7 separate regions of the Mus musculus genome follow, and regions 1, 2, 4, 5, 6 and 7 are each linked to region 3. A link is a contact called in public Hi-C, HiChIP or PLAC-seq and promoter capture Hi-C data. All regions are on one chromosome and are shown on one strand. Each heading gives the region's core, a stretch centred on a gene start, on an enhancer-like site or on the middle of the called end of the contact. The rest is flanking DNA. Distances are from core to core; before and after follow the strand shown.

Region 1 (3,478 bases), core at 763-3,262, 840 kb before region 3:
CTTTGCTGTAAACAAGAGAGCCAAGATCCTTTTGTCAAGGGACTCCTAGGCCAGAGGTAAGATGGGAGCAGTGTCAGAGTACGTGTGTGTGTGTGTGTGTGTGTGTGTGTGTGTGTTGTGGATAAAGAGCCAACATAAGGAAAAGACATAGAGCTGAGATCAGGAGGATCCAGGTGTGCAGAGCATGGAAGCATTGACTTACCTGAGGGCACAGATGAGTCCCAAAGGGACAGAGACGAGAGATAGATGGATGAGGTGCCGGTGGCTGGAGGGGAAGATGGAGGAGCGGGCGTGGCCTTAGAGCTGTGCTGTCTGGGCCCAAGGCTCAGTGAGGACACCTTCCCTCCAAAGTGCCTAGAAAGAAGGCACCTTCCTTGCCCCTCCCCCACTGCCTAATGGGTGAGCCCCTGGCCCTACTGAGAGAGGAGAGAGCCTGTCTCAAAGGAAACATAGCTTCCCACTCAGGCCACTTCTAGGAAAGAAAATGTGATAATTGTGGCATATTCTACTGGTTGGATGCTCCCATCGCTTTTGTAAGTAAGTAGTTGCATTATTTAAAAACAAACAAACAAACAAACAAACAAGCAAACACAGGGTTTGTATTTGCAAAAATTACTCCTTTAGTCTCCCATGAGACGCAGCAGTGCCCAAGGGACTGCTCTGGACAGCGAGTTTACCAGTCAGCACCAGTTAGGGCAGGGCTTTGGCCTTGTGGCTTTGTCCATGTCTGCCTTTCACACTCTCCATTTCTTCCTGACTGGCATGAAGACAAAGCCTTTACCTGTTATTTGTTTATTGATTGATTGATATAGGATCTTGCTATGTAGCCCTGACTAGCCTAGAACTCACTATAGAGACTACACTGGTTTCAAACTCACAGAGATCTGCCTGCCTCCCTGGTTCTGGGATTAAAGATGTTTAATCACCATGCCCAGCTACATTTTTTTTTAATAGAAAACATTTCTATGTTTCTTTTTTTTTTAAAAAAATGAAAAAAAAAAGGTTGACTGCTCCTGAGGGGAGACACCCGAGAGACTGTAGTCTGGCTTCTGCACACATATATGCCCACACATGCACATACAAACAGGTGTATCTCTGCACATACACACACACACACACACACACACACACACATACATATATACACACACAGCAAAAATATAAGCAGCTAGAAGACTCTAATTGTCTCAAAGTGTAGGCAGCCAGAAGCCCCTTATATAAAGCCTCTAAGTGTTTGCACAGACCTACACACAGAAAGGGGCAGGGTCGGTGTCTTCTTTCCACGTGGCTAACAGGAGAGCCACCCTTTGCTTCTCCAGGAGTGGCCCGTGGTGGCCACCACGACTAGGCAGACTTTTGGCTTGTGTTCGTGTCTTCCTAGTCAACGTCTGTGGTCACAGGAAGATGTAAAACCACTGGATTTAGGGGCCACTCTAAACCCAGCGACATGCCCTGGTGTCTTCATGACCTTTTTAATGACATCATCTTCAAATAAGGTAATGTCTCCAGGTACCAGGGCCTGGGACTCAAACATTCCCTTTGGGGAGGCACGCTTCAACTCTCAGCTGTGCCTGATGCGGGGATTGGTGTGGTTATCTGGTTATTTGACAGACGTTGGGAGGGCTGTGGAAATGGGATGGAGGGGCAGACAACCTGGGAGCCTGGTGTAAGCTGGGAAGAGAAACTGACTTTGCTGAGGTTCAAGTCCCCAACTCTCATGTGGGTTGCACACACTCATGCTTGTCTTCCTTGTCCATTGTGGCTCTGGAGGGATGTAGGACTGTTACCATGGACTGGACCCTGGGACCCATCCTTGCTCCCCCTCCGCCCTTTTCTCCGCCCCCTAGGCCACAGTGCCGTGAGGTCCAGGTCTCCTTTTATGAGTTGTGACCGCTGTGGTTAATTCTCTTAATCTAGACTTGCTTGTCCATAAAACACAGGCCTTGGGTATTGGGTTTCTGTGATCAAAGGGCAGCGTGTGGGGGCGCTGCCCAGGAGGGCTCAGCCAGGCTCATAAACACAGTCCGGGACACACACACATACACACAACAGCTCCAATATGGGGGTCATTGGTGGCCGGGTGATTCCGCGTGAAATATCACTGAGCCTTCCATGCTGCCTGGGGGGTTTACGGCCTGGTATTGCTCTGCCCCGCTTAATGTGTTGACCTTTGCACTCCAGTAATTCAGGGGACGGAGCCAGTGGGGCCAGAAGCTAATTCCAGGGATTAATGCAGAAGGAGCCTCAGCGTTGGGAAGTGTCAGGGGCCTTTAAGCTCTGGCCAGATGGCCCAGGCTGTCTCCATCAAGAGGGCTGAGGGTGGGTGGGTCTTTCTAGCAGGGTATGTGTGTAGAACTATCTAAAATACCCATGGCTAACTGTTTTCCATCTAATTCAGGTCAATGTGTGCCTAATTAGAGCTGTCTCTCTGGATCCACAGAACCTCACACAGATTCATGAGCCTCCAAATCTGCTATAGAAAATGGCAAGGCGTAGTACACGTATTGCTTTGAATAATCTCAAGGTGGCTTTTATCCTCCTCCTCCTCCTCCTCATAATCGTCATCATCATCATTGTTATCATCATCACTGTGAGAACTATCAGGCAAAAACAGTTTAATCACATTTATTTGCCTACTTACAAATTTATCCTCTCCCCTGCTCCCTTTCCCTATGTGAGTGGGGATGTAGGGGTATGGGGATGTCGGGGTGTGGTGAGGGAGAAAGCAATGGGCTAGGCGTGGAGGTCAGAGGACAAGGTACAGGAATCCATTTTCTCCCTAGACTTTACAGCTTATGAGGATCGAACTCAGGTCAGCAGTCTTGGCAGCAAGCACCGGCTAAGCCGTCTTGCCAGCCCTCTGAACAGTTGAAAAGGAGGAGGGAATTATGTTGACTTTTGATCACAGAAGTTCATTTTTTTTTCTTTTGGTTTGGTTCGTTGTTGGGATTGGTTCCCCAATGAGCAGAGTTTGAAGGGACAGGGCACGGGGAGAAGGGGCAGAGGTGGGGGGGGGGAGGGCAAGATGCATCTTTGTAGGCCACATTTCCCCCTCCCGACTCAGCTCTCGAACTCAGCACCATATCCCTAGTTTTTACCAGATCAGAGTTGCCTTGAGTTTACAACTCCCTCAGAGATCCATTGGTCACATCAGAACCCTCGGAGTCCAATCACTGAAGAGCCCACCCCAACGTGGGCGGGGACTCACAGACGTCAAGCCCTTGAGCTCCCTGCACAAGCTGGAGACCTAAGGACAGTCTCCTCTCCCTGACATTAAACAAGCAAGCAAGCAAGCAAGCAAGCAAGCAAACAAACAAAAGCAGTGGAAACCTCAAAACTGCTTCTAGTAACCTGAGGAGAGGCTTTGGGGATTGGAGGACGTTTCCTGTCTCTCTGGTCCCGAGTCTTGTTGACCCACAACGGCGCTCAGTCTGTGCCTCGTGACCCCTTTGAGGGTCGCAGATCAGATACCTGCAGA
Region 2 (3,525 bases), core at 574-3,073, 670 kb before region 3:
TGTCTCTTCATATCACCCTCACAACCCCACTATGGGTTCACTTTGGCATTACTCTGTTGTAGAGCTGAGAAAGCCCAGGTACCCAGTGGTCAAGTGTCAGCAAAATGATTCAAATCGGGCATTGGCTGTCTAACTCCAAAGTGCACTCAGCCACTTGAATCTCTACCCCTTCTTCTGGAAGATGGTGTCTGGACATCTCTGCATACTTTAAGCAACAGGCACACACCCAGAAATGTTGGCTCACCAGTCAGGTGGGAACGTTTGGGGCCTCTAATGGGCATGACTAGAGCTCTATGAAAAAGCACCCGTAGGCTAGGTGTGGGGGGTGGGTGCATGCTTGTAAGACCATCAATCTGCGAGTCTGAGGCAGGAAGATTTTATGTTTGAGGATAGCCTGGGCTACATAGGAGGCCTGAGGGGACTTACCTGTCATTTATCATGTTCAGATTGCTTCCAACCTTGGGGTCACAGCCTCTATCCTGAGAAGCCAAATGTGGTCACCCTTCCTTAACCCCCCCCCCACCCCAACCCCCCCCACACACACACACCCCGGTTAAAACAGCGAAAGAGTAAAAACCATAAAAGGGAAATTTATTCCTTGAGCCACAGTGGGAAGAAAGGCAGAGAGAGGAAGCGACCTGAGGTGAGATTAGCATTTACATAGAGGGAGAGGTAGTGATAGGCATGTCTGTGCCATCCTGTTCAGAGTCTGGTCTATCTACTCTGACTTATTACTGTCTCAGCTCTAGGGTTCCCAGCAAGAGGGTCTGAGAACCTGTCCCTACTGTGTGAAATCCTCACCCTGCCACACTTCACCCCTCACCCCACCCACAGCCCCATCACCCCAACTGACACCAGACTTCAGAATTTTCCTTCTCAGGTGTGAAAATTCCAGTTTCTTGAGGTCCATTGTTTCGGTAGTGTGATGGACTGAGGGACAGGAGCACATCTTTTAAAACATCTTCATCCCTCTCTGGTCCCTTACAGGCTCACACTGTTCTCTCCACACAGAAATCCATCTCTGGATGGACAGAGGGATTCTGGCAACCTCACAGGCCCAACTTAGCTCCCTAAGGGTTGCCACAGTCTCCTCTGGCATGTCTTTGTTTTGTTTGAGACAGAGTCTTAGGTAGCCCAGGCTAGTCCCAAACTTGCCGTGCAGCTCAGAACCACCTTGGACTGCAGGTGTTCCTTCGTGGACCGCCACATCTAGTTCTATCCAGACCTAGGGATCCAACTCCACCATCCCCAAATCCACCCCGGCTTTAGTTTACCCGGCATCTGTAAAAAAATCCTTTCTTTCTTGTATTATTTCCAGAAATAATAAATAAAATACAACAATAAAATCATAGTAGGGGTTACCCTCTGCAACAACGGGGCCAGAAAATGTGCAAAGAGGACCGGAAACTCAGAAGCATCAAGGATTTCCCTCTCCCACCTCTTCTCAGACCCCCCCCCTTCGCCCCCCAGGAGACTGGAGGGACTTGGCAAGCCATCTCGTCGCCAATCAACCTGTGGTGTAACAATTAGCACTTAGACACCACTCACGCTAAACACACGCTTAGAAAACACTTTAAAGTGTGTGTTGGGGGGGGGGTCATCAAAGCTGGAGCCAGGCGGCCCTGGCAGGGAGAGGAAAGCAGGGAGCGGAGCCAGGAGGAGGCAGGGAGGGGAAACAGATCAATGCTTGCGGAATGGAAGCGTCTAATACCCTGTTATTGACGAGGCCGCAGCACTTTGAGGCGTGTTTGCACCGTGGGCAATTAGTCTGGGAGCCGCAGGAGTTAAGCTAACACGGGCGCCCCCCCATCTTGCTCTGGGATGGGACTTGCGCGGGGTGGGAGCCCCCGCAGCAGTGGCGCCAGCCTGCAGCCCTAATGGGGCCCATCCGCGGAAGGCAGAAGGCTCCAGCCTCCCTGAAGGCCCCCCTGCCCCCCGCCGGGCTGGCCCCCCAGCCCCAGTAACAGAATCCAGTCCACACAGAGTCTGTCTGCGAGCGCGCAGGCTGCGCAAATTGATTGTAATGGGCTTCTCCGCCGCCTGTTTTCTCGCCTCTGCTGTCGCCTTCCATAAACCGGGACGGGAAGAAGCCAGTCCCCTTTGCTGCAGTGCCTCGGATGAAAAGAGACTTTTGTGGGTGGGCAAGTGACTGACGGGAGGGCAGCCGCCTGTCTCCAGCTCTGGTGGCCTTGCCTCTCATCTCCAGTGAGCAGAGAGACATCCAGATGCACCCCACCCAAGTTCAGGGGGATTGGCCAGCTCGATTGAGGCTGCTGTCCCCTGACCCCAGTTTAGGGGTCACCTCTAATGCTGCAGTGTTTGAGGGTGAAGTTTCCAGAAAGTTAGAGAGAGAGAGAGAGAGAGAGAGAGAGAGAGAGAGAGAGAGAGAGAGAGAATATGTTACTCTTGGAGCTGGAATTCCAGGTTGTTCTGAGCCCAACCTGTGTGTTGGGAACTGAACCCAGGTCTTCTTGGAGGGCAGGAAACCTCTGCTCTGCGGGACTTCCCTTGACTCTGTCTAGATCCCCGAAGCCCCAACATCCCTTTTATTTCCTTCTCTATCTTCCCACAATGCCAACCCACCCCCCTTGCATGCGTCTCTCACAAGGCACCATCTCCACACTACATTGAAAACTCAATAGGCAGATCTTCCTTCCTTCCATGTCGCCAGGATCTGGTACCAATCAGTACCTAAGTACTGTGCCTTAGTACTTCTCATAAATACTGTGCCTTAGTACTTCTCAGTTGTAGGAATGATGACCAAGATCCACAGCTGCCTTTTGGTGCTAATAAAGTTTTACTGGCACATGGTGACACCCTTCGACAGTGTTGCTTGCATGCTACAACAGCACCCTTAAATATGTAGCTAGGACAGAGAAAGTATGTGTCTTGCAGTAGTTGGCTAACCTCTAACCAAGTGGATTAATTAGCTCCCTGTTTTGCTTTTTGCACCTAGCAAACATATAACCTGTGCAGTCTCTATATTCAATAGAGGGTCTGGATAAATGACTCTGACTTCTCACTTCTCTGGGTGCATAAGCCCAGGGATGATGCCTCGAATTTGCTAGCCCTCAAATGCACCACAATGGAGATGGAATCTTAAATGTCTTATTTGAGAAGTGCCAGACAGTAGGTCTGCAAAAATCAAAACAACAGACAGTGTTGTGCTGGTCTTTGCATCCCAAAGCCAGCAACCAAGCCAGTGACTATATGGCAGTTTTTAATATGGAGGCTCTCCAGCTGAAATGGGAGGACTCTTTTTAAGACAGACATTTCCAATCCTTTGCAAACACGCCCTCCCTAGAGTTTGAAGCTACACTAGGCAGAATATCTATCCAGTTCTGTCTATGTCAAGCCAGGCACCAAAATGGAATGTATGTGTGTTGTTGGAGCAACAGGGGTCCCAGACTCGCCAAGCAGAAATACCCACCCAGGCAAGAGCATTGTCAGTTAGTGTGTCCTCTCTGGTTATGGCTTTCTGCTTTGTATTGCTAAGAGGGGGAGAAACGGGCGTTTCGTTTAACA
Region 3 (3,630 bases), core at 268-2,767:
CACCCACACCCCCATCCGGGTGGAACACTGGTGTCGTCATCCGAATGGAAGAGGAGCTGGGCTCAAAAGGGTCAGTAAATACATTTTTTAAAAAAAAAAGGAGCGAGCCGAGCGTAGACTGGGCCAGGCGCGCAGGCCTTGAATGCATTTGCGTGGTTTATTTTTCCGCGTGGGGGCTCGGTCTCAGTATGTCGGCGCGCGTTCGGGCCCAGAATCCCAAGGGGCATTTGGGTCTCTGCACGTGGCTGCGGGTGGGGAGCAGGCAGCGGGCAGAAAGATTGGTGGGATCCCCTGCGCTAGTGGCTCGGGAATCCGAAGCACCCGGGCGCAGGAGCTAGAGGATCTGACTCAGAGGTGGCTGGGCGGTTCCATGTGGGGCTCCCTTCAGAGCTACGCGAGCCTGGAGCTTTTGTTAAGGCTTATTGGCCGAAAGAGAGGTTCGGCGGCCAGCTCGGCTAGCCCGGGGCCCGGGAAAGGGAAGAAGCTGCAGATCCGCACAAGAGAAGCGGCCGCGGGCTTGAACTGTAGCGCTCGGAGCGCGCGAGAGGCGAGCGCCCCTGCCCGGCGCCTCGGAAGCCGGGCAAGCTGCCTGGCTCCCGCCCTCGCTCCCTCCCCCTTCCTCCCTGGCCCAGCCTCCTCCCCGGATCCCCCGGCTTGGATGGCTGAGGCCTTTCAGACGTAGGCTGAGCTGAGGAGCCGCGGCGAGCTCTCAGGCTGCTGCGAACTCTCTTCTGGATCAGCCACCTAGAGGCGACTTTGGTGAGCGCGCGGCGCCCTGGTGGCTCCCCGCCCTCCCCTCTGATCATGTTGACATAAACGCAGGACAGGCCGTAGTACCGCGCGGCGCAGCGACGTTCCAGTTTCCGACACCTTCTTTTTATAACTCGGCTCTATTCCCCCAGCACTCGACCTGTGAAAACCACGCCTATGCAGCCACACAATTGGTCCGAAAGCGTCAAAGAGCCAATCAACAAGCCTCGGGCTCCCGCAGCCCACAGCGCTGCCGGACCGTCCAGAGCCGCCGAGCAGACGCCCGGGGAATTCTAGAGGCGGAGGAGGGTGGCGAGGTGCTCGCTCGCTCTCTTTCTCTCTTTCTCTCCCTCCCTCTACTTGCCTACTCCAGCTCCCAATCACTCCGTTCTCTTCCTTCTTTCCTATTTTTTTTTTTTTGCACCCGTCTTCTTGATCCTCCCTCGCCCTGCGTGCCCGGACGCTGATTTTTTTTTAATTTATTATTTTTAGGAAAGCGATTTCGCTCACGTTTTTTTAGCACAAGGAAGACAGCCGGCTCCCCGAGGCAGAAGATCGCAGGCACCATTCGCTCGCCACCCAGACTCTGCGCGCAGCCCGGAGCCAGAGAGGAGGATCGCGAACCGAAGCCAGCTTCGCAGTTCTAGTTTTGAAAGCGCCGCTGGAAAGGGGCTTAAATCGCTTTTTTTTTTTTTTTTTTTTTAAAGGAGAGACTTTTCCTCCCCCCCTTGATCTCGCTGCCTGTGAAAGCCAGAGTCTAGCTCAACTAAGACGCCTCCTGCGAGAAAGCCAGAGAAGAGCTAGGGGGCGGGGGAAGGAGTCGAAAAAAAGGTTAAAAAAAAAAGTCTCCGAGAACCTTGCGCTTTGGCAACAAAGAGCGTGGGAGCCGGGGAGCCACCCCGGGAAAGGGCTGCAGTGTCTATTTCCAGCTAAGCCACAGGGCTTGGGCGCCAGTCGAGCCCCTGCTTGCTGCTTGCCCTACTGAAACCGACTTCCAGGAGCGGCTTTTCCAACACACTCCACGCACCAGGACAGCCCCTGCAGCGGCTATGTCTCCAGATCTGCTGCCGCTTTGTCCTCTTTAAAAGCGGCGTTCTCTTCCCCCCAAAGACACTTTCCCCCTCCCTTTCAAACGCTTTATTTGTAATTTGCCCTCTTTTTTATTTTAAACAAAACTATGCGTCGCTGTTGAATTTTTTAATTATTATTTTTGAAAAGCAACAACAAAAGCGGAGCCAAGCCAGCAGCTGCGGACTGGTTCCCTGTCTGGAGTGGATGAGCCTCTCCATGAGAGATCCGGTTATCCCTGGGACAAGCATGGCCTATCATCCCTTCCTACCTCACCGGGCGCCGGACTTCGCCATGAGCGCGGTACTGGGCCACCAGCCGCCTTTCTTCCCCGCGCTAACGCTGCCTCCCAACGGCGCCGCGGCGCTCTCGCTCCCCGGAGCTCTGGCCAAGCCCATCATGGATCAGTTAGTGGGGGCTGCTGAGACCGGCATCCCTTTCTCATCCCTGGGACCCCAGGCACATCTGAGGCCTCTGAAGACCATGGAACCCGAAGAAGACGTAGAAGATGACCCTAAGGTGCACCTGGAGGCCAAGGAACTTTGGGACCAGTTTCACAAGCGGGGTACAGAGATGGTCATCACGAAGTCAGGAAGGTAAGTAAGTAATCAGTGGGGGACCCCTCCCCCCAAACCATCTGAAAAATTTCACATCTCTTTTGTCTGACTCTTAAAACAGTAGATTCTGGCTGACTGTTGACGTTTGAAACGAAAACTTCCTGTCCCCCCAAATATGCGGAGACTCCAGGGCCCTGCCTTAAGGGTCAGGAAGTTTCAGCCTACCCGGGCCCTCAGTATGGTTCCTAGGGACTCGTATCCGGGGTTCCTTACAAAATACAGGGTGTTTTCCATTGAAGGAGACCGCGCACTCGGCTTCTGCAGCATTCGAGAAAATCACCTTGTTGCAGGAAGCCCGTTTGTGAAGCCATTCTGAAATATTCTTTACGTTTAGTTCTTTCTGTTGGATTTTATTTCCCAGGACAGACCTTAAAGCCCCTCTTAGACAGCAGTGGGAGACCCGGGAGGATTCCGCAGGCCCTTTCTACTCTTCAGCCTTGTCCCTGGGGCTGAAGGGGACCTAAGCCTGATGGTGTGAGACAGAGAAATCAGTGGAAGAGGGGAGGACCTTCGGGTTTCTTTCCCGTTGCCATCTCCGGAGTCTGCAAGCCCAGGGAAACCGTAGCAGGCAATTTTTACAATTAAGGTTATGTGTGTAGACCCAAGGAACCCATGAGACTATGCACCTTGTATTTGAATATTGTTACCACTTTACGTAATGTTTAGTGCCCTTGCCTGACCGAAATAAGTCTATTAAGGACCCCAATGACTAGTGTTTAAAACCACCGATTTAAGAAAAACAAAAACAAAAACAAAACCAGAGGTAGGTAGCATTGAGGTTTATCAAGATACCAGTTGGAAGGGCACGAAAATAAAACCCCACTTTCGGTCTCCTTCCAAGCTACTTGAGGCCAAAGTTTGGCACGGGATCGTTTTCCAAGCCACAAGACATTTAGTCGGGTTTTCATAACCGGGCACTTCCTTTTAAGTCAAAAGTACAGAAAGCCAGCACTTCTGTGAAATTAAACAGCAGTGGCCTACAGAGTAGAGGAATGTGGTTTATAGCTTAAATCACGGATGGGTTACCAGGCCCGGACGCTAGCCTGTCTTAAACCTCGGCTCTGAGAGCTCACTCTAACAGGCACACAGTTCGCCAGCCTCAGTCCATAAGTGAGCATTTATTTCCTCGATAAGTTTTAATGTTTTCTCATCAGCCAGCTGGTGGAAAATCCGCACCTTTATTAACCCTGGGTTC
Region 4 (3,326 bases), core at 432-2,931, 760 kb before region 3:
GATGGTGGTGGTGGCTGTAGTGAAGGTGACCATGGTGGTGATGGTCATGGTGGAAGTAGTCATGATTGTGATCGTAGCTGTAGTAGAGATGGTCTGTGATGATACTGAGGGTTGTGTTGGTGGTGGTGGCTGTGGTAGAGGTGATAATGGTAGTGAAGGCAGCAACCGTGGTGATGGTTGTGGTAGAGGTGACGGTGGTGGTGACAGTTGTGGTGCTGGTGGTGGTAGTGGTGACAGCCATTCTTTCATGGGGATATCGTATCCAGTGATCAATGTAACCAAATTCCCGAGAGCCTGGCAGAATCATACATCTTCACCAAACTTCCACGTGGCTGAAGGAGAGTCTGCTTCTGTCTGGGTGACTTTTTCTAAGGCAAAGGGGTCACTTGAGACACGTGCTTTTCAGAGACCACAGGGAGGAAAGAGCAAAGACTCCAGACACCTGGCCATTTCCATCCTCCCAGGAGACATTCCTCCAGTTAACCTTTGCCGCCTGGTCCAATTGTCTTCCAGCCTCCATTTCCCTATTGGCCAAACAGTGCTGGGCTTTGTAGTAATTATAATAAACTAATAAAGAACACACTTGGATTGCACAGCACAGTCTGGGCACACACTGTGCACCAGGCCATGACATCTGCCACAGAAAAGTGCAACTCCCAAAGGGCCCCATTGCACGAAAGGGGGCAGAGAAGACAAAGGGAACTTATAACAATAGTTAGTGTCCTGGGCCCTCAACGATGCTAAGTGCTCTGCCAGCCATTGTATCACTTAACCTCAAGGTCAAAAAGTGGAGGTTGGACTGTGTGCAGGTTGGTTTTTGCCAACTTGACACAAAGTAAAGTCACCTGGGAAAGAGGAACCTCAGCTGACATTGCCTTCATCAGAATGGCCTGCGGGGCATTTTCTTGATTGATGATTGGTGTGTGAAGGTGCATTTGCCGATCTAGTCATTGCAGTGGTGCCGCCAAAACACCAGTGAAGTGGGGGCTTCATATGACTGGTGGTCTGGTGAGGCATTCTGAGGGATTCATCAACCAACTCTGCCTGAGTCCTCTGCATTAGCTCTTTTCCTGCATTCATCCAAATCTCCCACTTTCTCTCCATACTGGGGATGGAATCCAAGACCTCACACAAGCAGCTAGGCAAGTGTTCTACTTCTGAGTCACACCTGCAATCTCCAGTTCCTAGCCATGTGCTTGTGTGTATGTGTGTGTGTGTGAGTGTGTGTGTGTGTGTATGTGTGTGTGAGTGTGTGTGTGTATGTGTGTGTATGAGTGTGTGAGTGAGTGTGTGTTGTGTGTGTGTTATGTGTGTGTGTGAGTGTGTGTGTATGTGTGTGTGTGAGTGTGTGTGTGTATGTGTGTGTGTGTGTATGTGTGTGTATGAGTGTGTGAGTGTGTGTTGTGTGTGTGTGTGAGTGTGTGTGTGTGAGTGTGTGTGTTTGGGGTGTTCTGGGCCAAGTTAAGGTGACTTGGCAAGGATATTTACAGAGGAGCCATCTCCCCCACCCTGAGAGGAACACCCTGTTTACACTTTTAGGGCAGCAGGGACCAACGGATTAGCCATTTAAGAAAGAAAATCAAAATAAAGTTTATGTTTGCTCTCCAAGGAACAGCAAAGAGAGCATACACGGCAGCTTCTCCCACTGTCTGTGGCCAGGACCAAACACACTCTGTGCTTGGCTTCCCTGGGCTGCTGTATCTGGCAGCTTGTAATTCAGAGACGAAACTCGTGTGGAGATTTAGGATCCTCACACGCTCCCTCACTCCCTCGGTAGAATCTCAGAGTGTATTCTGAGTGGGACCTCTTGGCAGCTTAGCTAGGAGACTGAAGGCTTAGGGGGCTGAGGAAGGAAGGGTCTTCCCCTCCTCCTCTCCTTCCCCCCTTTTTGACCTGTATCATTGTGTGTATGCCGAACCTGCGACAGGTCTCAGGGAAGTGGGCTGGCAGGATAATTATCTGCCTGGTAATTACAACCAGCCATGGAGGAAGGCTAAGTATGCCAAGCGGTGGTCCTGCCAGCTGGAAGACGCCCTCAAGCGAGGGATTTGTGGCTGGCTGTGCAACTCGGCAGGGCTTACGTGTTTTTGGCTGTGTACTTGAGAAAGCACAGCTTTACCTTCTCTATTTTTACTTATTTATTTATTTATTTATTTTTCTTTTTCTTTCTCCTTTCTTTCTTTAATTTCCACTCCAGAAGGGGGTGGGTGACTTGGTTGTGAAACTCAGTTGGATTCTGAATCTGGACCTTTTCAGATCTGTGGGGCAGCGGGGAGCCGCACAGGGCATGTTCTTCATTTTCTGGGCGGAGGGCGCTACGTGGCTAATGGTTCTTATTTATTTATTTATTTATTTATTTATTTATTTAATGTATATGAGCACACTGTAGCTGTCTGCAGACAGCACCAGAAGAGGGCATCCAATCTCATTACAGATGGTTGTGAGCCACCATGGGGTTGCTGGGATTTGAACTCAGGACCTCCAGAAGAGCAGTCAGTGCTCTTAACCACTGAGCCATCTCTCCAGCCCCGGCCAATGGTTCTCGAATGAAATAAAGGCACCTGAAAATTGGTTTGATATCAAGGTGCACTTATAGACACCTTGGGCGTGCTAGAACTGCTCTGTGGAGACTTGGCTTGTATGAGCAGTAGGGTCTTCTTACTGTTCCATTCAGGCAGTCAGTCGTGGCACAGTATTTCAGGTGCTAGGTAGGGGGACTGGGTAGATGTTGCTGTACATGTAATTAAAAAAAATTTTGTCTTTAATTTGACCTGGCCAGCTCCCCAATAATCGTGGCCTACTAGACTTATTTAATCATCTTTAGCACAATTACTGGGCGAATTACCCCTAATCTAGTCTTCTAATGAAGGCCTGGGTACTTCCTAGCTGTGTTCCTCAAATACTTGGTGTTTGAGTCCCACCTGGGTTATTCTGCTCCAGCAGTCTGTCTGTCCTCAGGGGGCATTTCACTCTGACATGTGTGGTCCATTGCATCTAAAGGAGACCTCCTGTCCTCTCCACCTTATTTCTCCTTCCTCTTCCCCTCTCCTCCTCTTCATGGTCCCTAGCTGTAGCCCCCAGCCAGGTAACTAAAGCCTATCTCTAGTCTCCTCCGTCATTGGTGATAGGCACTTTCATTTAACCGGTACCTTTAAATCAGAGATCAAGGTTTACACCACAAAGGCCAGTGTGCATCAGAATTTGCTCATGTGGAAGCAACCAGATCTTGGGGCTCAGAATTCAGTATTTGTATACACAGCACTAGAGCATCCTTCTTCCTTCAACAGGTGGAGGGATGAGTGTCAGAAAGGTGGATGGAGACTTTT
Region 5 (3,348 bases), core at 490-2,989, 900 kb before region 3:
CCTTTATGCCCTCCTCGTCCTACCATTGATGGGGCTTGTTTGAATCTAGCTGTTCCAGGAAGCCAGATGACACTCGGGAACATTGGCACACCAGACTAAGACTAGAAACATACGGGCCTGCTCTAGCCACCTAGGGAAAGGCATGCTAACTACTCAACATGTAAAATAGTCTCCTCACTCCAAGTCAGTTCACCCAGGGCTCTTGTGCCTTGATTGTATTAATATCCTGTCTGGCCCTCTCAGGTACAAGGCCTGACTGTGGAGGTGGTATCCACATGGTTGAGACAGGCACACTGCATCTGGCCTGCTACTTCTTGCATCCCTGCCAAGTTAAGAAAATCCCATCTCATCAAGTACAGAGACCGGGCCCTTCTCTCCTGCAGCATCAACCTGTGACCGTCCGGTCATTTATGACAGAGGAGAGGCTGCTCTTTCTTTGAACCTGGACCAAGCTGAGCTAAGACTAAGTACCCCCAGATATTTGAGCATTGGCAACAACATAGACCTTATAGCACCTCAAAACATAGCAGCGGATTACCAGAGAATCTACCAGCTCCTGGCACTTCTGGAGGAGGGTGGTTGGGGAAAAGGAGAGGAATTTAATTTGTTCGTTTGTGTGTTTTCTGTTTGTCAGTTTGACTTAGACTTTATGGGTGTGTGTGTGGATTTGTCCAGTGTCTTTTTTCCTAGCAGTTCACTGTCTGGTACTCTTTGCTTTCTCCATGCTGAGATTTCCCTACAATCGTCTCGGCTTCTGCTTTCTTTGCTCCCCAGCTTTCTCCCTAAGAGGTTTGTCTCTCGGGTCTTAGATCTTGGGATCGTAATTGCATGTTGAATTTATTGCTGCACTTGATATACAGGCATGTGTAGCCCTGGGCTTCAGGGAAGGGGTGGGGATGGGGGGTGGGGAAGAACGGGACTCTTCAGACTAAATTCAGTTACTCAGAGCTTTCCAGGAGGCCCTTCATGCGACCTGAGGTGTTAAAAGTAAGAGGTGAAGATTAGACCCCTTGTTTAAGTTGATCTTGCTAGTCAGGTTACTCTCCCGACTCTTTTCATACCCCTTGTTAAGGAAAGTTGTCTTTGGGTATAAACCATAAAGCGTGCCCTACCAGAGAGCATCCACTCACCGTCTTGTTTTTTGTTCGTTTGTTTTACAAGCATTCTCTCATAGGCTTGTTGTGACCTAATTCGGGGACAGTTGTCAGAAGAGATACGATGTGTGTCCCGTACAACTTTACAGTTTCTAGAAGCCACCTTTAAGAAGTCAAGAGAAATAGGTGAAAATTCATTCAATTGAACAACGTATTTTATTTTACCCAACAGAGCCAGATTCTTCTCTTTCAACGTAAAGTCAGTGTTAAAGCTCAGAAACATCTGACTAAGACTCTTCCTCCTGCGGTCCGCCTTCAGAGGGCTCTGTCCTCTCAGGGATCTTAGGTTTGGCTGCTGATTTGGGTCAGTTGAGGCTTGGGGTGGGACACGACACTAATGTTATATCGCTTGGTTTCTTTTGTTTTGTTGTTGTTGTTTTTTTTTTTTAATTTAAATTGTAACTAAATAGTCCTCTGTTGTAGGTCCATTTCAAAAGATTCAGTACCCACTCTGGGCCAGCATGGCCTGGTGCAGGGCCATACACATCTAGCTGTCTCAGGCAGCTGATGGTAGGAGGGCATCTCCCACTGTGCCTGCGTCTCTGCTGCCTTCTCTTTGCGCTTGCTTATTGGTGCGTGCAGGTTTAATGATGTGTCTGTTCGTTATAACTGCACAAGGGCCCTTTGTTCTGCAGAATGGCCCTCCCAGCCTTGACTTAGAAAACCCAGCAGTCTGCTGTGACAGCTCTCTACGTGGCCTCTGGATTCTGTGTTGTACGGTATATGCTGCATTGTGTAGGTCACTGTATTTTATTTTTAATTTTTTTGATTAATTCATTTATTTTATGCATAAAATAAGTACACTGTCACTGTCCTCAGACACACCAGAAGACATCGGATCCCACGACAGATGTGCCACCGTGTGGTTGCTGGGAATTGAACTCAGGACGTCTGGAAGAGCAGAGAGCAGCCAGTGCTCTTAACCGCTGAGCCATCTCTCCAGTCCTGGATTTTGTTTTTCTCATGCTTCCGTTGAACAGGATCATTTTGGCCATGCTCATTTGGTCTTGTCCAGCAGTTTCTATTGCTGTGAGTGCCTGCCAGCTTCCCTTCCTCTGACAGAAACCAGGTTCCTCTGCTTCTCTGAGCTCTGTTCCCCAACCCTGGAATTTAATGGGTGGGAACTCAAACACTCCTGTGCCTAAAGATGAGGCAGTGAGGGCTGGGCTCTGCCATTACCCTTTTTCTTTGGACATAGACTGGGTTGCAAGCCACCCCCAACAAAGTCAGAAATGAGGTGTCACATGGAGACTTCATTCTGTGAGCAGGCATCTCTTCTCACCCAGGACCTATAAATAGAAATGTTCCTCAAGCTCCGATTCTGACTCCACCTTCAAGGTGAGGAATCACTGTGGGCAGCAGGCAGCAGTGGCCCTACCCACTCACCTCTGTCATGGGACCCACTTCCCACGGAAACTTCTCACCTATCGATCATCCTTCACTGCTCGCCCTTGGCAAAGTCACTGTCCTTGATCTCCTGGTCACAGAGAAACACCCCCCCCCACCCCCAATGACATTCAGACAGTGAGTGAGGCCCAGGGAATTGGTAGTAAATGCTTGTTCCACTCCCTCCTCTCCCCACAGGTGACTCACACCTTGAGAAACTTCTGCTGGAGCTCATCAGGTGGGTGGGCAATACAGGGACCCTGCCACAGGCAATCTCTGTAGCCGTGTGAACGGGGGGGGGGTGTATTCACACTGGGGCTGCAGGAATGCATCCTCCACTGGACCCCCAGGTCTGTAGCTGCATTCTCTAGTAACACTTCCCATCAGAAACCTCAGCCAGGGGCTGGAGAGATGGCTCAGTGGTTAAGAGCACTGACTGCTCTTCCGAAGGTCCTGAGTTCAATTCCCAGCAACCACATGGTGGCTCACAACCATCTGTAATGAGATCTGACGGCCTCTTCTGGTGTGTCTGAAGTCAGCTACACTGTACTTATAATAAATGAATAAATCTTAAACAAAAACAAAAACAAAAAACCCCCAAAGCCCAGCCCCAGTGCTGTACTTGTTGAAACAAGGCTGAACCTTTCCATAGCCTCTCCAGACAGTGCTCCCAACTGTGAGGGACCTTTCTCATTAATAAAAAAAAAGAAAGAAAGAAACCTCAGCCAGAGTCCTGCAGCCAGCCCAGCCCACCTTCCCTTCAAACCTTGTCCTCACTATGGAAGTCTGTTACCCGGAGCTTAGCCCA
Region 6 (3,531 bases), core at 519-3,018, 920 kb after region 3:
GTGTGTTTTGAATTTTGGCTTAACTCTCTCCTCCCCCAGTGCCTTGCATAGACTAGGCTCACACTTCTAACGCACTCCACAGCAGAGGGATTACAAGGATGTACTTTGAGGCCATGAGGAGGAGGCTCTAACAGTGTGTTCTCGCTATTCACTTGGAAGGCAAGAAGCTCTCCCAACGCATGACAACAGGTTTCTAATGTTCGTCACTAGCATCCTAGGGAGATCCTCCCAGTGGGTTTTACATTTTAACAGCGGGATGCATGACTCCATTCTAACATGCCTGGTCTCACCTCAATGGCTCTCGCCTGGAGTGACTTTGTCCCCACTGTCTAGAAATATTTCCAGCATCACAACTTGGGATTGATTGCGAGGGAGTCCAGAGAGGCTACTGAACATCTACAGTACACAGCTGTAGACCCCACCCACAGGAAACAACCTCCTGGCTCCGACTCAACGGCTCTGCCCTCAGTTGGTTAGCGCCCACTTGATACATGAGGCAGCTTAGCGTGGCCTCTCCCAAGTAAAGAGCCACAAGTAGTCATGGAACGCAGGGGACACTGCCCACTTCAGCGCAGCCCCACCAACTATTCCTAGAAACTGCACTCCACTTAGGCGAAATCCACCAACCGCTTTCTTGTTTTTTGTCTTTGGTGGTAGGGATATCCCTATGGAGCTTTGAAGCTTTGAAGTTGCCATTCTCCTGCCTTTGCCTCCTGAAGAGCCTATGACTTTTCAAAGAGAAAGAAACGGGGCCCAGAGAGGGTAAGTAAACTGTCCAAGGTCACACAGCAGACTCGGAGCTCCTAAGGTCCAGCCCTTTGGCAGACCTTGGTTCTCTCTCTAGCGGAGACCCAGCGAGTCACCCCTGGGGTAAGGTCACCCCTGGAAGAAGGTCCCGGAATCAGATAGCTAGCTGCCATCCTGCGATCTGTCCCCTGAGGCAGACTGACCCAGGCAGGAGTCCCCGGCCAGGTCACAAGAGGACACAGCAGGGAGGTGAGCAGGGAGGAAGGGTCGCTCGGGGGCTCTAGCTCCCCACGATCCCCATCGCGATCCGGGTCGCCCCAGGAAGTCAGGCCAAAGAAAAGGGGTGCAGAGAGAAGGGGATCCGCAAGGAGAGAGCATGCCGGCCACCTCCCAGGGCCCCGCCTCGGGCTTCTGGAGCACTCAGCCCCAGCCCCTTCTCTGCACCTTCTGACCCCTGACCCTTGCCCTCGGGCCAAGATCGCGCACCCCTCGGATCCTTACACGCGCCGTCCCGGGATCCCGCACTGTGCACTGGGTCTGCACAGCGTAGCTCAGCCCGCAGTTGCCGCCGCCAATATCCCCAGCGCGGAGCCTCAGCAGCCGCCACCGCCGCCTCACCGCTGCCACAGCGGCAGCTGCGCCAGCCTTCGCATCCGCCGACTCCTGTCACTCAGCCCCGAAAGCCCCGCCCACGGCCCTAGGCCACAGCCTACTGGCCATCAGAGGGGTCGCAATGAAATTTGACAGGGTAGACTACACGTCACTCAGCGTTCTCACAGCCCTCCTCCCAAAGGGAGGGCGGGGCGAGGAAGCAACACCCCTTTCCTCCCCACCCCACCCCCACCCCCGCCTCACTCGCGCAACCAACAGGAATCCTGCGTCTTTCCATTGGCGAAACGTCAGAGAGGCGGGGATTTTGATTGGCCATCTTTCAGGAGGCGGAGCCAACGCAACCCGATTCGAAGTTAAATGGTGAAAAAGAATGTCAGTCAAACTCAAAGTCCCGCCTTCTAAGAGTGGCTCGTAACCTAGCAACATAAGGGCCGCCGAGTTGCTTAACTGTGGGCCAAGAAACTTGCATCTTGAGGAGCTGGTGAGTGACAGCGGGGAAGCCCCAGGCTGCAGGCTGTGTGCACCTAGTAGGCACGCCGTCCAGTGATTTCTCCCCTCCAGGCGTCCGCGCCCCACTTGCCATCCCGTCCAGCTCCAGGTCCTCACTCCCTTGCCCAACCTCCATCCTGTCCTCCTCTAGGCCTCCTGCAAGCACCATCAAGTATCCTCTTCTGATAGTCTTGCTTCCTGTCTGGTCCACCTGCCATTTCATAGTCCCTCTCCTCATCTCTTACTGATACCATTTGTGAAGTTCACATCGAGTGAACTTAGTTCAAGTAATTGGATGGGTTGGTTTGTTTTGGTGCCCACTGTCCGCACTATGTTCAGAGGTCAGCTTGCTGGGTGCGTGACCCCCTTCAGTGTATGCTTAAAATAAGGATTTGTTGTTTGTTTTGATTTTGGAACAAGGTCTCACTATGTAGTCTCGAACTCACTCTGTAGACCAGGCTAGCCTCAGACTCACAGAGATCCACCAGTCTTTGCCTTTGAGTACTGGGATTAAAAGCATGTGCCACCACCCTTGGTCTAATTAGGTTTTTTCCCCTTTAATTGTTAAAGTTTTATTATCATTATTAATATTATTATCACTATGTCTGCGTTGGTGGGGTATGTGAATGTGAATACAGACAAAGGGTTTTGGATCCTCTGGAGCTAAAATTAATTACGGGTGGGCAGTTGTGAGCCACCTGTCATAGGTGCAGGGGACTAAACTCTAGTCCTTTCAAAAAGCCGTACACGCTCTTTTAAAATAACGTAAAGCTTTATTTATTTTTACTTTATATGTATCTGTGGGTGCCTACGTGTATGTGAGTGCACAAGGTATGTTCACAACGTGTGTGTGCTGTGACTGCCAGGCTAATTGCAGTGATCCCCGCCACGACTTATTCTACCCTAACTCCCTCTGTCTAAGCATTTCCTAGGACATTCTCTTGGCTCATACAACGAATAATTCACATATTTAACATGGGCTTATTGAGTGCTTAGTGTGTGTCTTAGTTAGGTTTTGACTGCTCGCTTTACACCTTGACCAAGGCAACTCTTGTAAGGACAACATTTATTTGGGGCTGGCTCACAGGTTCAGAGGTTCAGTCCATTATCATCAAGGTGGGAGCATGGCAGCATCCAGGCAGGCATGGTGCAGGACGAACTGAGAATTCTACATCTTCATCTGAAGGCTGCTAGCGGAAGACTGACTTCCAGGCAGCTAGGATGAAGGTCTTTTGTTTGTTTGTTCTTGTTTTTCGAGACAGGGTTTCTCTGTATAACCCTGGCTGTCCTGGAACTCGCTTTATAGGCCAGGCTGGCCTCGAACTCAGAAATCCGCCAGCCTCTGCCTCCAGAGTGCTAGGATCAAAGGTGTGCGCCACCACGCCCAGTTTAGGATGAAGGTCTTAAAGCCCACACCCACAGTGACGCACCTACAACAAGGCCACACCCACTCCAACAGGGCCACACCCACTCCAGCAAGGCCACACCTACTCCAACAGGGCGTTCTAAAAGTGCCACTCCCTGGGCCGGGCATATATAAACCATAACAGTATGGTTAGTGACGGCAGTCTGAGTTGCATGAAATCCTGTCTGAAATGGGAGGGCTGGAATGATAGCTTAGACATTTAGACATTACACTGTTTTTGTAGAGGGCCCTCAGTTCCTAGCATTCATGAGTCACAA
Region 7 (3,478 bases), core at 910-3,409, 640 kb before region 3:
ACAGAGAGACAGAGGGGGGAGGGAGAGAGGGAGAGAGAGAAGGAAGGAAGGAAGGAAGGAAGGAAGGAAGGAAGGGAAGGAGAAAGGAAGGAAGGAAAGAAGAAAGAAAGGAAGGGAGAAAGGAAGAAATGAGGAAAGAAAGAAAGAAAGATAGAAAGAAAGAAAGAAAGAAAGAAAGAAAGAAAGAGAAAGAAAGAAAGAATGAACAGAGAAAAAGAAAGTTATTACGCAGTAAGAAGGCAGACAGGCAGGCAGCTAATTAAGTAAGCTAATTAATGAGGTTGAGGTGAATGACGAGGGTAGCCTCCTATGCTGTCACCAGCCCTCTCCTGTCCCTGACGATGTGCACTGTGTGCGTGGCTTGCCTAGGAAAATGTAGGTCAATTTGTGTGCTGGCTTTTCCATGGTTCATATGGGTCTCATGTGCGTTCAGGGGATATGGCATGTTTTGACGGCCTTCCTCCTGTGTGCAAGTTCACGCATTTGGTCTGAGATCCTTTGATCCCCAAAGCTTCTGTTTGAGCTTGTAGGATGCACATGTTTTTTTCAGACCAATTCTCGCCAGACTTTTCCAACAGGCCAGATGGCCACGAGATGCCTACATCGCAAGACTTCCTCAAGGATAGCCACCAAGAACTCAAAGTCATCGGGATAATAATATTACCCAGTTAAACTCACTCTTACCAACACAGTGATCAAGTGGATAGAGAAAAAGACTCAATGAAGGGGTAGATGGGTGGGGCTTTGTTTGAGGTGAGAAACAGAAGGTCTAAGGAAATATATCCATCCCACTACCCTGGAGGGAAACATACAGATGGATGCTATGATTGAGATAAGAAACATTCTTGTGTGTTGAATGACTGGTCCCAGCCACAGCACTCTTCAGCAAGGTTGTGAAAACAAGGCCTCGGAGCTGGTGGTTTGAGATCTCCTAGAGGCAGATCCTTGCTTAATATATTATCTCTGCTCCTCTTCAAGTGAAGACACTCCTGTCACCTCGATGATGCTCTACCCAAGCTCATGGGAGGCCAAGCAGCCACAGAGAAAGCCCTCTGAAAATGAGAGCCCAAACTAACCCCTTCCTGCCTTAAGATTCTCCTGGGCAGAGCAACAAAGAGCTCACTGATGGGACAGCAGCCACCAGAAACCTGTATAGACCATCAGAGATTGACTGAAACCATGGAAGAGCAGAGCATCAGCCACGGGAGCCTCTGCTCCATGCTGTTCCGGCTACTGGAAGATTCAGGGTCCCAGGCATCCCCCAGATTTGCTGACCACTGTCTCCTGCCCGAAGCTTGGACTCATTCTCCAATCACCCACCTCCCCAGGTGTTAGGAAAGCTGGCTCAGAATCACAGGATGAACTCTTAAGCCTCTCTGCATTGACCAGCGAATCTTGTAATAGGAGGACGCTCCCTGCTGTCATGTCCTTAGAGGCAAAGGCAAGATTGCACACTTGCTATACCCAGGAGTAGCTTGGGCCCCCCATCATTAGACTTGGAGAGGATCAGGGAGTAAGCATCCTCTGTGTCTGTGTCTGTCTGTCTCTCTTTTTCTTATGACTCTCTGACAGAAGGGCAACCTATTTATGTTTTAGAAGCGTCCCCTATGCCTTGTACGTCCTGTCTGTTGGCAGTGAAGGCCTGGAAGTGGAGAAGAGGGAGTCAAAGTTGACTTTGGCCCCCGGGCTATTTAGACAACAAACTCAGAAGAGTAGCTTCCCATGCCCCAGAACCCAGCCCAGGTGGCTCTGCAGCCCTGCCTTGCTCTCTGGCACCAAAGCCACAGTTTCACAACGCTATTTTGCTTTCTCTCTGTCTAGCCCTTTTTCTTTGTTGACATCCCTTCCTTTGAAGGAACTGCTAGGACACAGTATTTCTGGTTTTCTGTCTGGGATGCTCTAGAAGTGAGCAACCCAGTTGCGCCAAAACTTTCATGTGAGCATGTAGCACAAAGAGGAGAGTAGTGCTGACCTGAAGATCTACTGTGAGCCAAAGTCTTCTTTCCACCATCTTCTTCCTCCAGCCCTCACGGTAGCCTTGTATCACTTGCACGGCCATGGCTACGATTTGGTACTTACCTTCTCTGCCTGGAGGGCTGCTAAAGGGCAGAGTTGGGATATGTGGGCCCTTTGCTGTGTGGGCAGCTTCAGCCTGGCAGCCTCAGGGAGAAGCCAGATGAATACAGGATGACTCCTAAGCTGGGCTGAAAATCACCTCCCCTTGAGCCCCACCCTTGGCCAGGGTCCATGCTCAAACCCCTAACTCCCCAGTGTCTGAAAATCGGATTACTCAGACCACAAACTGACTCATCGTTCTGGCTGTTGATGGATCCCACCCCCCACCACCAGAGGAGGGCAGAACAATGGGAATATTTGGGGGGGGGTACCCTGGGTGTTGGATCTCATACCACAACGTCACTTGGTTTTGACACAATATCTTCTTGTCATGAATTGGGAAACAGGTTTGCTATGGATTGGACAGAAAGGAACTTGTGAATGCGGGTTTGCCAGGGGCTTGCCGAATCAGGGCGTTGGAGACTTGGTAACCACAGTGTGTGCCTTTGAGCATCTCAAAGTTCAAAGGTTACCCCTGTTCTGTCAGAAAGATGTTTCTGCCTCCTCTGTGACACTCTCAAGATCCCAGGGATGCCCCTGGGGTGTCTCCCACCCCATAGAGCTGGGTTGTATAGTGTTCTCTCAGAAGAGAATTTAAGAACCTCTTTCTTGCAAGCAGGTTGGAAGGAGGTGGTACCGGTCCTAAATGTGAAGGTTTCCCTCTTGAAAGCTCTGCAAAAGTCATCAGTAGGCACCGTGGAGACACGTTGGTGGAAAGGCTAAGAATATGGGCTCTGGAGCCAGCTAGATGGCTCAGCAGGTAAAGGTGCTGTGGCTAAGCTCAACCACTTACGTGGATCCCTCCAACCCACACAGCTGAAGAAGAGAACTGACTCTCACAGTTGACCTTTGACCTCCACACACATGCCACGGTATGGAGTTTACCTCAACCCCCCCCACACACACACACACATACACACACAAATAAATGTGGGGGAAAAAAAACCCTAAAATTAAAGTGATTTGGGAACTAAGACAGAACTTTAAAAAAAAATTATTTATTTTATGTATATGAGCATACTGTAATGGTCTTCAGACACACCGGAAGAGGGCATGGGATCCCATGACAGATGGTTGTGAACCGCCATGTGGTTGCTGGGAATTGAACTCAGGACCTCTGGAAGAGCAGTCAGTGCTCTTAACTCCTGACCCATCTCTCCAGTCCACCCCCACCCCTGACAGAGCTTGTTTTAGAGCTATTTTTTTCTACAAGTGTGTATGTGTGTGCATATGCATGCAGGCATGTGCACGCATGTGTGTGTGTGTGTGTGTGTGTGTGTGTGTGTGTGTGTGTGTGTGTGTGCATGTGTGTGTATCTGTGGCGGGGGGGGGGCACCCTAGGAGGCCAGAAGACAGCATCTAA

The links. Promoter capture Hi-C pulls out the DNA fragments that hold promoters and counts their contacts. A called contact is a pair of places that touch in the nucleus more often than the background predicts. HiChIP or PLAC-seq counts read pairs in DNA pulled down with a chosen protein or histone mark.
Region 1: an H3K4me3 HiChIP or PLAC-seq map of embryonic limb bud shows a contact between it and region 3, with 4 times the contacts expected there. The contact joins the enhancer-like site here to the promoter of Tbx3os1 in region 3. A contact is called at or near these places in 11 of 39 promoter capture datasets (3T3-L1-derived adipocytes, the C10 cell line, cranial neural crest and 7 more), 1 of 15 datasets of contacts at CTCF or cohesin (the NIH/3T3 cell line), 8 of 484 Hi-C or Micro-C datasets (bone marrow-derived macrophages, embryonic stem cells, granulosa cells and 3 more), 17 of 115 datasets of contacts at active chromatin or transcription factors (craniofacial prominence, embryonic basal ganglia, embryonic forebrain and 10 more) and 5 of 9 other capture datasets (adipose tissue, embryonic stem cells, embryonic trunk and 2 more).
Region 2: an H3K4me3 HiChIP or PLAC-seq map of craniofacial prominence shows a contact between it and region 3, with 8 times the contacts expected there. The contact joins the enhancer-like site here to the promoter of Tbx3os1 in region 3. A contact is called at or near these places in 14 of 39 promoter capture datasets (the 3T3-L1 cell line, the C10 cell line, the HPC-7 cell line and 10 more), 5 of 484 Hi-C or Micro-C datasets (cerebral cortex, embryonic retina, large pre-B cells and 1 more), 17 of 115 datasets of contacts at active chromatin or transcription factors (the NIH/3T3 cell line, cardiomyocytes, craniofacial prominence and 11 more) and 3 of 9 other capture datasets (adipose tissue, embryonic tail and embryonic trunk).
Region 4: a contact with region 3 is called in a Hi-C map of uterus, with 2.6 times the contacts expected there. The contact joins the enhancer-like site here to the promoter of Tbx3os1 in region 3. A contact is called at or near these places in 11 of 39 promoter capture datasets (3T3-L1-derived adipocytes, the C10 cell line, the HPC-7 cell line and 9 more), 1 of 484 Hi-C or Micro-C datasets (uterus), 11 of 115 datasets of contacts at active chromatin or transcription factors (craniofacial prominence, embryonic basal ganglia, embryonic forebrain and 8 more) and 2 of 9 other capture datasets (liver and macrophages).
Region 5: an H3K4me3 HiChIP or PLAC-seq map of embryonic basal ganglia shows a contact between it and region 3, with 11 times the contacts expected there. The contact joins the enhancer-like site here to the promoter of Tbx3os1 in region 3. A contact is called at or near these places in 17 of 39 promoter capture datasets (the 3T3-L1 cell line, 3T3-L1-derived adipocytes, the C10 cell line and 12 more), 1 of 15 datasets of contacts at CTCF or cohesin (embryonic stem cells), 28 of 484 Hi-C or Micro-C datasets (the AML12 cell line, B-cell progenitors, CD4 T cells and 20 more), 17 of 115 datasets of contacts at active chromatin or transcription factors (craniofacial prominence, embryonic basal ganglia, embryonic fibroblasts and 12 more) and 3 of 9 other capture datasets (adipose tissue, liver and pancreatic islet).
Region 6: a promoter capture Hi-C map of liver shows a contact between it and region 3, with 2.1 times the contacts expected there. The contact joins the promoter of Iqcd here to the promoter of Tbx3os1 in region 3. A contact is called at or near these places in 3 of 39 promoter capture datasets (the 3T3-L1 cell line, cranial neural crest and liver).
Region 7: a contact with region 3 is called in an H3K27ac HiChIP or PLAC-seq map of the NIH/3T3 cell line, with 7 times the contacts expected there. The contact joins the enhancer-like site here to the promoter of Tbx3os1 in region 3. A contact is called at or near these places in 11 of 39 promoter capture datasets (the 3T3-L1 cell line, the C10 cell line, the HPC-7 cell line and 7 more), 1 of 15 datasets of contacts at CTCF or cohesin (the NIH/3T3 cell line), 4 of 484 Hi-C or Micro-C datasets (the G1E-ER4 cell line, the NIH/3T3 cell line, liver and 1 more), 14 of 115 datasets of contacts at active chromatin or transcription factors (the NIH/3T3 cell line, astrocytes, bone marrow-derived macrophages and 11 more) and 3 of 9 other capture datasets (adipose tissue, embryonic stem cells and macrophages).

What each region holds. Positions count from the first base shown.
Region 1 is chr5:118,827,414-118,830,891 of GRCm38.p6, forward strand. It overlaps Gm42015 (a long non-coding RNA gene), which reads right to left. Exons shown (of 5, transcript XR_878725.1): 4 at 3,352-3,471. Among named protein-coding and RNA genes, the nearest start is that of Gm42015, 14 kb to the right of the region's middle. Within about 2 kb of position 2,013, at least 7 of the 459 cell types and tissues checked have an H3K27ac peak or open chromatin away from gene starts, as enhancers often do. A contact at or near this core is called in embryonic limb bud, where this site is marked.
Region 2 is chr5:119,004,343-119,007,867 of GRCm38.p6, forward strand. No RefSeq gene overlaps it. Among named protein-coding and RNA genes, the nearest start is that of Gm30895, 48 kb to the right of the region's middle. Within about 2 kb of position 1,824, at least 21 of the 459 cell types and tissues checked have an H3K27ac peak or open chromatin away from gene starts, as enhancers often do. A contact at or near this core is called in embryonic retina, where this site is marked.
Region 3 is chr5:119,669,991-119,673,620 of GRCm38.p6, forward strand. Tbx3os1 (T-box 3, opposite strand 1) reads right to left here and starts at 1,518. Exons shown (of 4, transcript NR_166476.1): 1 at 1,261-1,518. Tbx3 (T-box 3) reads left to right here and starts at 1,243. Exons shown (of 8, transcript NM_011535.3): 1 at 1,243-2,414. The coding sequence starts at 2,026.
Region 4 is chr5:118,906,435-118,909,760 of GRCm38.p6, forward strand. No RefSeq gene overlaps it. Among named protein-coding and RNA genes, the nearest start is that of 4930413E15Rik, 44 kb to the right of the region's middle. Within about 2 kb of position 1,682, at least 4 of the 459 cell types and tissues checked have an H3K27ac peak or open chromatin away from gene starts, as enhancers often do. A contact at or near this core is called in uterus, where this site is marked.
Region 5 is chr5:118,767,587-118,770,934 of GRCm38.p6, forward strand. No RefSeq gene overlaps it. Among named protein-coding and RNA genes, the nearest start is that of Gm42015, 74 kb to the right of the region's middle. Within about 2 kb of position 1,740, at least 16 of the 459 cell types and tissues checked have an H3K27ac peak or open chromatin away from gene starts, as enhancers often do. A contact at or near this core is called in embryonic basal ganglia, embryonic limb bud and neural stem cells, where this site is marked.
Region 6 is chr5:120,587,255-120,590,785 of GRCm38.p6, forward strand. Iqcd (IQ motif containing D) reads left to right here and starts at 1,769. Exons shown (of 5, transcript NM_029408.2): 1 at 1,769-1,840. Tpcn1 (two pore channel 1) reads right to left here and starts at 1,359. Exons shown (of 28, transcript NM_145853.2): 1 at 1,249-1,359.
Region 7 is chr5:119,030,007-119,033,484 of GRCm38.p6, forward strand. No RefSeq gene overlaps it. Among named protein-coding and RNA genes, the nearest start is that of Gm30895, 22 kb to the right of the region's middle. Within about 2 kb of position 2,160, at least 15 of the 459 cell types and tissues checked have an H3K27ac peak or open chromatin away from gene starts, as enhancers often do. A contact at or near this core is called in the NIH/3T3 cell line, where this site is marked.